Linked DNA regions of Ovis aries: region 2 is linked to region 1. Evidence: chromatin contacts called from public Hi-C data. All regions are on one chromosome and are shown on one strand. Each heading gives the region's core, a stretch centred on a gene start, on an enhancer-like site or on the middle of the called end of the contact. The rest is flanking DNA. Distances are from core to core; before and after follow the strand shown. Region 1 overlaps SUFU (SUFU negative regulator of hedgehog signaling). Region 2 holds the start of TRIM8 (tripartite motif containing 8).

What was found. Hi-C and Micro-C count contacts between places; a contact is called where the count stands out from the background.
Region 2: a Hi-C map of liver shows a contact between it and region 1, with 2.2 times the contacts expected there. The contact joins the promoter of TRIM8 here to the enhancer-like site in region 1. A contact is called at or near these places in 5 of 16 Hi-C or Micro-C datasets (hypothalamus, liver, muscle and 2 more).

What each region holds. Positions count from the first base shown.
Region 1 is chr22:22,955,262-22,960,296 of ARS-UI_Ramb_v3.0, reverse strand. It overlaps SUFU (SUFU negative regulator of hedgehog signaling), which reads right to left. Exons shown (of 12, transcript XM_015103389.3): 7 at 2,329-2,485; 8 at 411-522. Among named protein-coding and RNA genes, the nearest start is that of TRIM8, 42 kb to the left of the region's middle. Within about 2 kb of position 3,151, at least 11 of the 54 cell types and tissues checked have an H3K27ac peak or open chromatin away from gene starts, as enhancers often do. A contact at or near this core is called in liver and muscle, where this site is marked.
Region 2 is chr22:22,996,903-23,001,937 of ARS-UI_Ramb_v3.0, reverse strand. TRIM8 (tripartite motif containing 8) reads right to left here and starts at 1,985. Exons shown (of 6, transcript XM_015103277.4): 1 at 1-1,985. LOC121817635 (a long non-coding RNA gene) reads left to right here and starts at 1,461. Exons shown (of 3, transcript XR_006057657.2): 1 at 1,461-5,035.

The sequences.
Region 1 (5,035 bases), core at 1,902-4,401:
GGGGTTGCAGCTATCAGCCGGAGACCAGGCTCCAGGAAGGAAGGAAGGGCAACTCTGGCCGAGGCCGAGATAAGGAGGGGAATGGTGCTCAGCACAATGGGCTCCCACAAGGCTGGGAGGCCCCAAGTCAGATTTCGCCCCAACTTGGCCTCCCATCTGCTCACATAGCCCGTGTAAATATTTACTGTTGTTTATATTTCTGGTCTGCTGGGTCCCCTCCGAGGCCCTTATGACCATGGATCTGTGTGTCCCAGAGACCCTGAGTCCATCCAGAAAGGCCTCTGGGCATTGTTCTCTCTCATGCAAGCCATAGGGACAGGCTCTGAAGGACAGAACTGCTCCCATGCCCCAGTCTCAGGACACTGCTGTCAGGAAGCTGGACTGACCCCCTCTGTGGGTGGGCAACTTACGGGGCCCGGTCGTGGGTGAGGCCGTTCTGTCGCTGAGGGTTGATTGGCGGAAGGACGGGTTTGCTGTTGATCTCAAGTCCTCTCCTCAAGGTCTCCCGGATCTGCTCTGTGTCTGCAATGACATCACCAAGTTACCCAATGGCTCTCTGGGCCCCAACAGCCCCATTCCCGTCCTTAGAGCCCAGCTCTGCAGATGTGCTGGGAAAAGCCCCCGAGGAGGCTGGTCCTGAGGCCACTCCAGCTATCAGCTGTGAGATCTGAGTGCAGCGTGAGGACACGGGGCAGACGAGGCATCATGTACCCCCGAAACTTCTGGTCTGAAGAGCACCACGCTTGTAGAAGACAAGGCCCTGGACCCCAGAAGGGCACCTTCCAAGGCAGGGCTCTCTCCTCCACTGTCCTTCCTTTCCTGTGTCACAGGCCTTAGGCTTACCCCTAACATGGGTCCAGACAGTGACTCACAAGACAGCCACTGCCCAAGACCACCCAGGAATTCCGCCTGCTTACTGGATGTAAGTAACGGCTGCAAGTGCTCTGCCGCGAACGGGCAGGCGAACCTGACACAAGTTTCTGGGTTCGGTGTGGTCAGCTGGTGTCTGGTCTTGTCACCCTTTCCCCTGGGGCCAGGTCAGTGGGATGCTGAGTCATCTTCCCACCTTGGTCCCATCCCAGGGAACCCTGCCTCTCCACAGATCTGCCAAGGACCAGGAGGTAAGAAAGGAGTCTCTTGGTGGAATTATTTCTTTGCAAGATGCTTTGCTGGTCTTCGGGGTAAAGCTTACTACTCTGGTCCCCTATATTGAGATTTTGGTCTAAGACTTATTTCTGCAAACACACACTAAAAAGCAAATTAATGTTGGTTGATCAAAGAGTGGGCTTAGGGTAGATGCTGAACATGATTAGTGACTTTTCTAGCTGTTTGTTACAGCGTCATGGATCTTACTTAAAAGAATTTTTTAAAAATAGCCAATAATGGTTGAAATTTTGGACAAAGCTGTGAATCCTTCCTTAAATTAGCTCTTTTTCACAAAAGCAACTGGATGAGTCTAATAACTGTACAGTCTCTTAGAGCCTCCCTGGAACTTGGCACATCATTAGAACAAGCAGGAAGGAAAGAAAAGGGTCAGATACTTGCATGAGGGGTTTAAGTTGTTCTTTATGGAAAGAAAACCTTTTATAAGTGCTATCACAAGTGTTTGTATTTTATGCAGGACCAAGTATCTTACTCTTCAAAAGATAAAGAAAGGGGGAAGAATAGAGAAAGGAAGTAGAGAGAGCAGCTATAAGCACATCTTTATATACGGCTGCTTTTCTTTTGAAGATAGTTAGAGATCCCGTTTCTTTAAAACCATGACTATTTCTCTAGCCAAGACTAGCATGGTGAGCTTCCAACAGGAGAGTCATACCCTCCTCCAAGGCGCACTCCCTAGGTTCAGAGGTAAGGGTGCTTGCCCCTGCCCCTTACTTTGTATCTGCAAGACAGTGTGTGTGGAGGGGTTGGGTAAAGTCTATAAACTGGTCTCATACTCAGGCCTTTCCCATAAGAGGCCTGGGCAGGCCTGAGGCCAGTGTGATCCTCGGGTCTGGCATGTCTTTCAGGCTAGAGCTGGGCCCTGTGTCAATTCTGTGGGTGGCCAGGGCTTGTTCTCCTGCACTTGGGTGGACTATGGCCGTTTCCTGTAACTGTTCTAGGGCTTCTACTCACCTCCCTGACCTCAGATTGCAAGGGGCAAATCTAAAACATAATGGTCCCTGCTGGAGGTGCAATGTGAAATGCACACACACACACACACACCCCAGGAGAAATGGGCCAGTAAAGCTCCCTCCATTCCACCTTGCTGGAGATCTCACTGGCGGCTTAAATCCTGCCAAGAAATGCTAAAACCCAGCCTGGGCAAGGGCAAGGCAAGGCCCCCACCTTTGCCTGAGAGCCGCCGGGGCTGAGCGCCCACACAGATGCTCCGGCTGTCCTCGTCATCCTCGGGGGGCCGGCTCAGGTCATCCCAGGCACACTTGGCACTGACACCACTCAGGTTGGAGCCGTCTGTCTCGATGCCTTTGTCAACTCGCTCCTGCTTGGAAAGAACCAAAGAGCCAGAGTTCCTTCAGCCAACCAGTGGCCCAAGGTCACCACCCATATTTGCTTGCCCATATTTACTCGGCCTCAATAAGAGCTAAGGGCTTCCTTGGTGGCTCAGCGGTAAGAATCTACCTGCCAATGTGGGAGAGGAGGGCTCGACCCCTTGGTAGGGAAGATACCTTGGAGAAGGAAATGGCAACCCACTCCAGTATTCTTGCCTGGAGAATCCCACGGACAGAAGAGCCTGGTGGGCTGCCGTCCATGGGGTCACAAAGAGCTGGACATGACCAAGCCCGAGCATGAGTAAGAGCTAAGCGTGGGACAGGTGTCAGAAGAACAGGATTCCTGACTATTCTGCGCTGGTTACTAACGAATGACAGTCTCTGCCAGCCACTGGGCTCCTCCAGGAGAACCAGCAGTTAGGGGAGCTGGGGAGAATGGAAATCCCAAGGGAAGCTTCTTCTCACTCATTAGACTTCCAGTATAGTGACCTTCATACCTGTTTCAGAGCCCTGACTCTGCCCACCCTGTGCTGGCCTGTGGAGCTGACGTAGCAGGGCCAGGAACTACCTCCCGGAGGAAAGGCACAGTTCTTCCTCTGCTGACTGATCACCCGGCCCTGCTCCAGAGGCCAGTGTGGAAGCCAGCCATAGGCGGGAGAGACTGGGACTCAGCCCCACCTCTCCAGCCTCACACCTGCAGTCTCTTCTTCCAACAGCAGAGGGTGTGGTCACATGGTGACGAGCCCCCAGAGAGCAGAAGGGCAGGACTTTCCCTGCAGCATTGCTGACTTGTTTGGCCAAGGATTCTGGATGGAAATTCTTTTCCATTTCTTAGACTGAACTGGCGGCCAGGAGGGCGGTGAGCATCTGCAAGCCCCACCAGAGGTCCTGCCTTCACACAGGCCTCGACATTGTGGAGACCAAACACTCTCCAAATGGTCTCAAGGAAGAGGTGAACACAAACATCCTGGGATTTCCGATAAAATACAGTTGTGCTGTTGGGCTTTGGATGAAAGGTCAAAAGCCTTTGGATGAGGCTCCCACAACCTTGTTCATAAACAGTCATGTGGGCCAAATAAAGCTCCTGAGTCAGGACCTCAATTAGAATCTGCTCCTCCCTGTCTGGGGACCTTCTCCCCATGGCTTCACAGGCCCATACTGGCCGGCTGCTTGGCCGGGAAGCCTGTTCAGAAAGCACAAGGTAAGCCTACAGAGAGGGTCCTTATTTCTGGACACCATTAGCAGGTGGCCCTGGCCTGATGCCTCCTTCCCATCAGCCCCCCCCCCCCCCATCTCCAGGGCTCCCATCAGCCCAGGCAAAGCTGGAGATTCTGAGCTGACAACAGGGAGTGGCTCTCTGTGCCCTAGGCAGGGGTGTGTGGGTGCTGGTTTGCTCAGGATAGAGTCTATGTTCTCCCTTCTCCACTGGCCACCTTGGGGCCCCTCACCTAAGCAAGAAGCTGAAGACATCTCTTGGCTCAATGAGCTCAGCCCACTTACTTTATGAGTAAACAAGAAAGGGTGAAGACGCTGAGGAGTCTGGGGACTTGTTCCCGCACACAGCTGGCTAGTGGTAGAGTGTGGAGCAAAGGGCCAGGAGCAGCTCTAAAACAAACCAGCTGCAAGTAGACCCCAGAGACACAAGTGAGCACAGAGCAGCTCCCACTGGGTGCACACCGAGGTGCTTTGTTGCTTTTAAAGAACACTAGTGCTCTGGGTCCTGCTGGCTGGCCTTAGGGACAGACACCTGAAGACTAGAGAGGAGAGCTGTTCTCAGCATGTAGAGCAAGGACAGGCTGCTTACCCTAGTAGCTTAACGATCAGGTGCTTTCTTAGCACTTGGCACTTAGGACAGGGGCCAAAGCAACAGCCCACGGTGCCCTGTGCTGGATCCCAGTGTGGCTGCCAAACAAGGGCTTAGGGAAACACAGCCATGTGGTTCTGGTTCTTGCATAAGCAGAAGCTACTAGGAAACCAAGTTAAAGGAGAGATAACAGAGGATCCTGGAAGTGATCGGAAAGCTTCAGTGTTCAAGGCACTAGGTAAACAGTAGCATCATCTGTGAATGAGTAGGCTTCTGCCTGAGAACTCCCAGGTCTGCAGTAATGAGCCCAGGGACCACAGGCTACCTGTCTGCCTGCTACCTCTCCCTACCCCCTCCCAGCCTTCCTAAAGGACACTAACTCTTGGCACTAACACAGGCTGCCTGTGGTCTGTGAGATTTCTACAGAGGCATAAAATGTTCAGAGATGGCAATGACTTGCAAAGGGCAAGGGCAAAAGAGAAGGAGGCAGGCATGTGCCAGGCACATTACTGGCTGTCTGCGGTTCCTGTTTCATGAGTGGCCCATAAGAAACAAAGTTATGCTCTACCCAGCTTTCAAAATTCACCTGCATACAAACAGAGCGCTGCTTCTAAAAATCCCAGAGATGACACTGACGCTCTGTACAGGTGGGCCATACACAGCGAGTGGGAACGGCCAACCTGTGTGTATAAAGACTTTCTTTTCTAGATCAAGGGATACCAACCTACCCACAGGAGGA
Region 2 (5,035 bases), core at 736-3,235, 43 kb before region 1:
GCGCGCCCCAAGGCGGACAGAGCCCGGGAGCCGCACACTTCCTCCAGAGACGGCGGCGGCAATGGTGGCTCTCTCCTGGCTCGCCGGCGCCGCGCCTCCCTCACCTCGTCCGGGCTCTGAGAGGCCGGGGAAGCGAGTGCGGCCCGGCCAAGGACTGCTAGATCCGGACGGGGCGGGCGAGGCGAGCCTGTCCCCGGGCCGCGGCGCGGGCGTCCACCCGCTGGCCCGCGGTCTGCGGGTGCGGGCTGCGGGGCGCAGGCGGGCCGACTCCGGGGCGCTGCGTGAGCGCAGGGGCAGTCATTCAGATGAAATTCCAGTCCCCGGCCAGAGACAGCAGCCCGCCTCTGCCTTCCTCCTCCCTTCACAAATAGAAACGGAAGGGGGAGGGAGAGAAGTGGAAAAAAAAAAAAAAAGCCAACCAGAAAGGGAGGGAGGAGAAGCCCCGGCGGAGCTCCGGCCTGACCCCCTCGTCTCTACTTCTGCGCTCCCCCGAGGCCTGGCGCCCGGCGCCCCCGCCGCGGAGAGACCCCGCTCTCCGTCTCCGCGCTGGGCGGGCGCCCCGGCTCTGCCGAGGAAAACAAGGATTGATCAAACTAGAAAGGAATTTTTCTCAACTGCTAATGAACAGGAGGCTCGGCTCCCGGCCCTCCCCTCCCCCCCCGCCCGGCCCGGCCCTCCCCCTTCGTCACCCCGGCCCCCCTCCCCCCCCACTTTCTTTTCTTCTCGGCCTCTGCTCCGGTCTTCGGGGCTGCGGTCGGAGCCAGCCCGCGGCGGCGGAGCCGGGCCGAGACAGCCGGGCCGGGCTGCCTCCCTCAGCGTCCAGCCATCTTGAGCTCCCGGCAGCCGCCGCAGTGGCGGCCGGGGGTCCGAGCGCGCTCGCTGGAGGGTCCTGCAGCGTTCTTCCTATCGCTCGCTTTTTTTTTTTTTTTTTTGGTGGGATTTTTAAGGGGAGGGCTGGTGGCCTCCCTCAGATTAGAAGACAGGGGAGAAAATGCCAAGTCCTGATTTCTCTCCACCTCTGCTCCACCCACCCTGGTTCTTTCCAAAAAATAAAAAAAGATTAGAATTGGAAGAAGTCGGCAGAAAGGCGAGCGCCCGCGGCCCCCAGCTGCTGCCCAGGCGACGCGTCCGGGGCGGGCCCGAGCCAGTCGCTCCGTCTGTGGGTCCGTTTGTCCGCCCGCTGCTTCTCAACTGGGGGGAGGGCACACCGGGCAGGGTCTCCGCAGCGGCTGTCGCCTCAGAGCTTTATCCTCAGATCAAAAAAAACGGGGGGGGAGAAAAAAAAGCCCCAACACTCTCATCACAGCCACCTTCAGCCATCTTGCGCGTATTATTATTTCAGGAATAATCTGTTTAATAAAAATAGCTGCGTCTCTAACCCCCTCCCTCTCATCCTGGGTTCCCCGCCCCCTTTTAATAATAATCTCGATAATAAAAATGATCTGCTGGCTGGGCAGTCCACGGCTGCCTTTTTCCTGCCTCAGCTCGCTCGGGCTTCGGCTCTCCTTCCCCTAGGAAGAGGACGGGAGGAAGGGGCTCGCGGCTGGGAGTGGGGGGCTTCGTCCCTGCTGCCCGCCAGTCGGCCCTCTCTGCTTTAGTGGTGAGGAAAGAGAGCCCTCGCCACTACCGCGCTGTTGCGAGGACGGCAGTGCGGGGGAGGGGCCCCAATTCGCGGAACCGGCTGGAGGGGTGCACAGGGGTCCCCGATCTTCCCGCCACAGCTTGGCCTCGAAGTCTGAGCCCAGGAATGGGGAGGATACAATGAGCTCGGAGCAGAGCGCGGCGGGCAGGGTGGAGACGCGAGCGGACTGCGGTGAGCCGGGGTCCCGAGTTAGCGCGGAGAGAGGCGGAGGCAGGAGGGTGGTGTCCCTACATCAAGGCCGGTCCCGCTACTCTGCGAGGGTAGCGGGGGGAGACTGGGAGGTGTAGGCGAGGAGAAAGCAGCAGCACTACGGCGGCGCCTGTAATCAGCACCCGCTGGTTCTGCCCACCCGGCACTGGAGAAATAAGCGGACAGGGAAGGGGGAGGAGGGGCGGGGCGTATTGTCCGGAAGTGCTATAACAGTTGCTGGGCGCCCGGCTCCTCCCCTTATCCCTGTCTGGAGTTGGGGGCTGTTCCGGAGATTGTTCCTGCTATTGGTCTCCAAACTGAGACTCCGCCTCTTTAAGGCGGGGGCAACCTAGGGCTCACGTGATTTGCACTAACTTCGGTACATTAAACATTGGGGACGGGGGATGAGTTTCTCTGCTTCTTAAAAGGGAGACGCTAATGCTGTGGAGTGGGACCACATCTTCCTAGGCCTCTTCACCCGTGTCTCCTTTTACCTGAGAGGGAAAGGGGGGTTTGTCAATCGGCTCATCTGATGGAACTCAGCAGCAAATTGCAAAGGTTCACTGTGCAGCAATTTCCCCAGTATCCTCAATATTTTTACCTACATTTTTTTTTTTTTTTGGATACTCTATTTTCGGCTGCCCAGGGCAGCATGTGAGATCCTAGTGCCTCCACAGGGATCGAACCTGTTCCCACTGCAGTGGAAGTGAAGAGTCTTAACCACTGGACAGCTAGAGAATTCCCTTCCCTACATTTCTGAGGCTCAAATCTACCAAACAAAATATGCATTATTAGTCTCTTCAATTTATAAGGAAACAGAGGCCTAAAAAATTGGAGTAAAAAAAAAATTGGAGTCAACCTGTCAGTTAACAAATGTTTAACAAAAGTCTCATGCACTAGGCATTTTTCTAGGCCCTGGGGATTCCCTGGAAAATTTGTACCCCCCCCCCAATTTTTTTTAACTAATTATGTAAGATAATTTCTGTGGCAGAGAGTAAGGGACTCATACAATATTCGCAGAAAGTGAAATTTGAGCTGAGATCTGAATATTCAGGAGGAGTCAGGGCTCCCCTGGTAGTTCAACTGGTAAAGAACCTGCGTGCAATGCAGGAAATCCTGGTGCGATTCTGGGCCAGGAAAATCTACTGGAGAAGGGTTAGGCTGCCCACTCTAGTATTCTGGCCTGGAGAATTCCATGGACTATGCAGTCCATGGGGTTGAGAAGAGTCGGACACGGCTGAGAGACTTTGACTTCACTTCACAGGCAAGTGACAATCTGGGTGTGGCACGTGCGCTTAGTCATGTCCGATTCTTTGCTACCCTGTGGACTGTAGCCCGCCAGGCTCATCTGTCCATAGAATTTTCCAGGCAAGAATACTGGAGTGGGTTGCCATTTCCTTCTCCAGGGGAGCTTCCAAACCCAGGGATCAAATTGTGTCTTCTGGTTGGCAGGTGGATTCTTTACCACTGTGCCACCTGGGAAGTCCAAAGAGTGCTTCAATCAGAGGGAAAAACAAGTACGAAAGCAATGAATAAAGTATGTTCCAGGGCAGAAAAGAAGGCCTGTTGTGAGGGAGAAGCCAGGCAGGAACCAGAATACACAGTGTCGTGGTAAGGAGTTTGGACTTGAAGCTGGTTGTGAGAAACTACTAGATTTGGGATGTATTTTGGAAGTAGAGCCAAATTAGATACGGGATGAAGAGGAATCAACACGTAATAGTAATAGAGTAGGAATGGGATCAAGATATGCGTATCACTGTATGAATACAGAATATTCTTCTGAATTTAGGATTTGGGCCTTAAGAAGAGCCTGGGCGGTGATGCCATTTACCCAGAAGGAGAGAACTGGAGAGGATTAGGTTTGGGTGGAGAGATTTTTGAATAGTTCTAAATTATGTTTGAATTGGTTTAGCTATCCCAGTGGAAATTCCAGAGGAGACAATTGTATATACAGACTCAGAGGAGGTTTGTGCTGAAGATTATGCATTTGAGATTCATGAGTTTGTTCTAAATGGTAGACCTGAGATTTAAGCCCAGTTTAAAATGACCCATGAGTCTGATCCTTTCAAAAAACCAGAGAGCCTCTCTACTTTAGAAACTTCATCTCTCTATTCCTGATTGGGTGGCTAATATGGGTCCTTCAAGGACAGAGCATGTATCTTTTAGTACTCTGCATCCCCTTACATGGGAGGTCTTATGCTGAGTGAATGAACACATGCATGCATATCAGTGAAAAAACAAGGAGAAAGTGACTTTCAAACACGAATCTTCAATTCCTTGGTTGAAAGATGGTGCAAAGAAACAAAGTCTAGATTGGTGCATCCTTCTCTGGCCTCCTCATGAATGACCTTCAGGATAATCTAAAGGATTCCATTAATTTCTCACCGTTCTAGACAGCTCACCTTGACCTCTACAACATCATGCTGTTCTGTCTCCTTATCTTTCTAACCACAGACTTCTCCAGTTTCTATCTCATAAATATTGACTGCCCTCCACACTCTTATGAACTCCCTCCTTATGAACTGCCCTCCACCTACACCTGCTCCCTCATTAACTCCTAAGGCGTTCAGTTCAGTCCCTCAGTCGTGTCTGACCCCATGGGCTACGGCACCCCAGGCTTCTGTTTGTATCACTAACTCCTGGAGCTTGCTCAAACTCATGTCCATCAAGTCGGTGATGCCATCCAACCATCTCATGCTCTGTTGTCCCCTTCTCCTCCTGCCTTCAATCTTTCCAAGCATCAGGGTCTTTTCCAATGAGTCACTTCTTCACATCAGGTGGGCAAAGTATTGGAGCTTCATCTTTAGCATCAGTCCTTCCAACGAATATTCAGGACTGATTTCCTTTAGGATGGACTGGTTGGATCTCCTTGCAGTCCAAGAGACTCTCAAGTCTTCTCCAACACCACAGTGCAAAAGCATCAATTCTTTGGTGCTCACCTTTCTTTATGGTCCAATTCTCACATCCATACATAACTACTGGACAAACCAAGCTTTGATTATATGGACCTTTGTTAGCAAAGTAATATCTCTGCTTTTTAATATGCTGTCTAGGTTGAACATACCTTTTCTTCCAAAGAGCAAGCGACTTTCAATTTCATGGCTGCAGTCACCATCCGCAGTGATTTTGGAGCCCAAAAAAATAAAGTCTGTCACTGTTTCCATTGTTTCCCCATCTGTTTGCCATGAAGGGGTGGGACCGGAT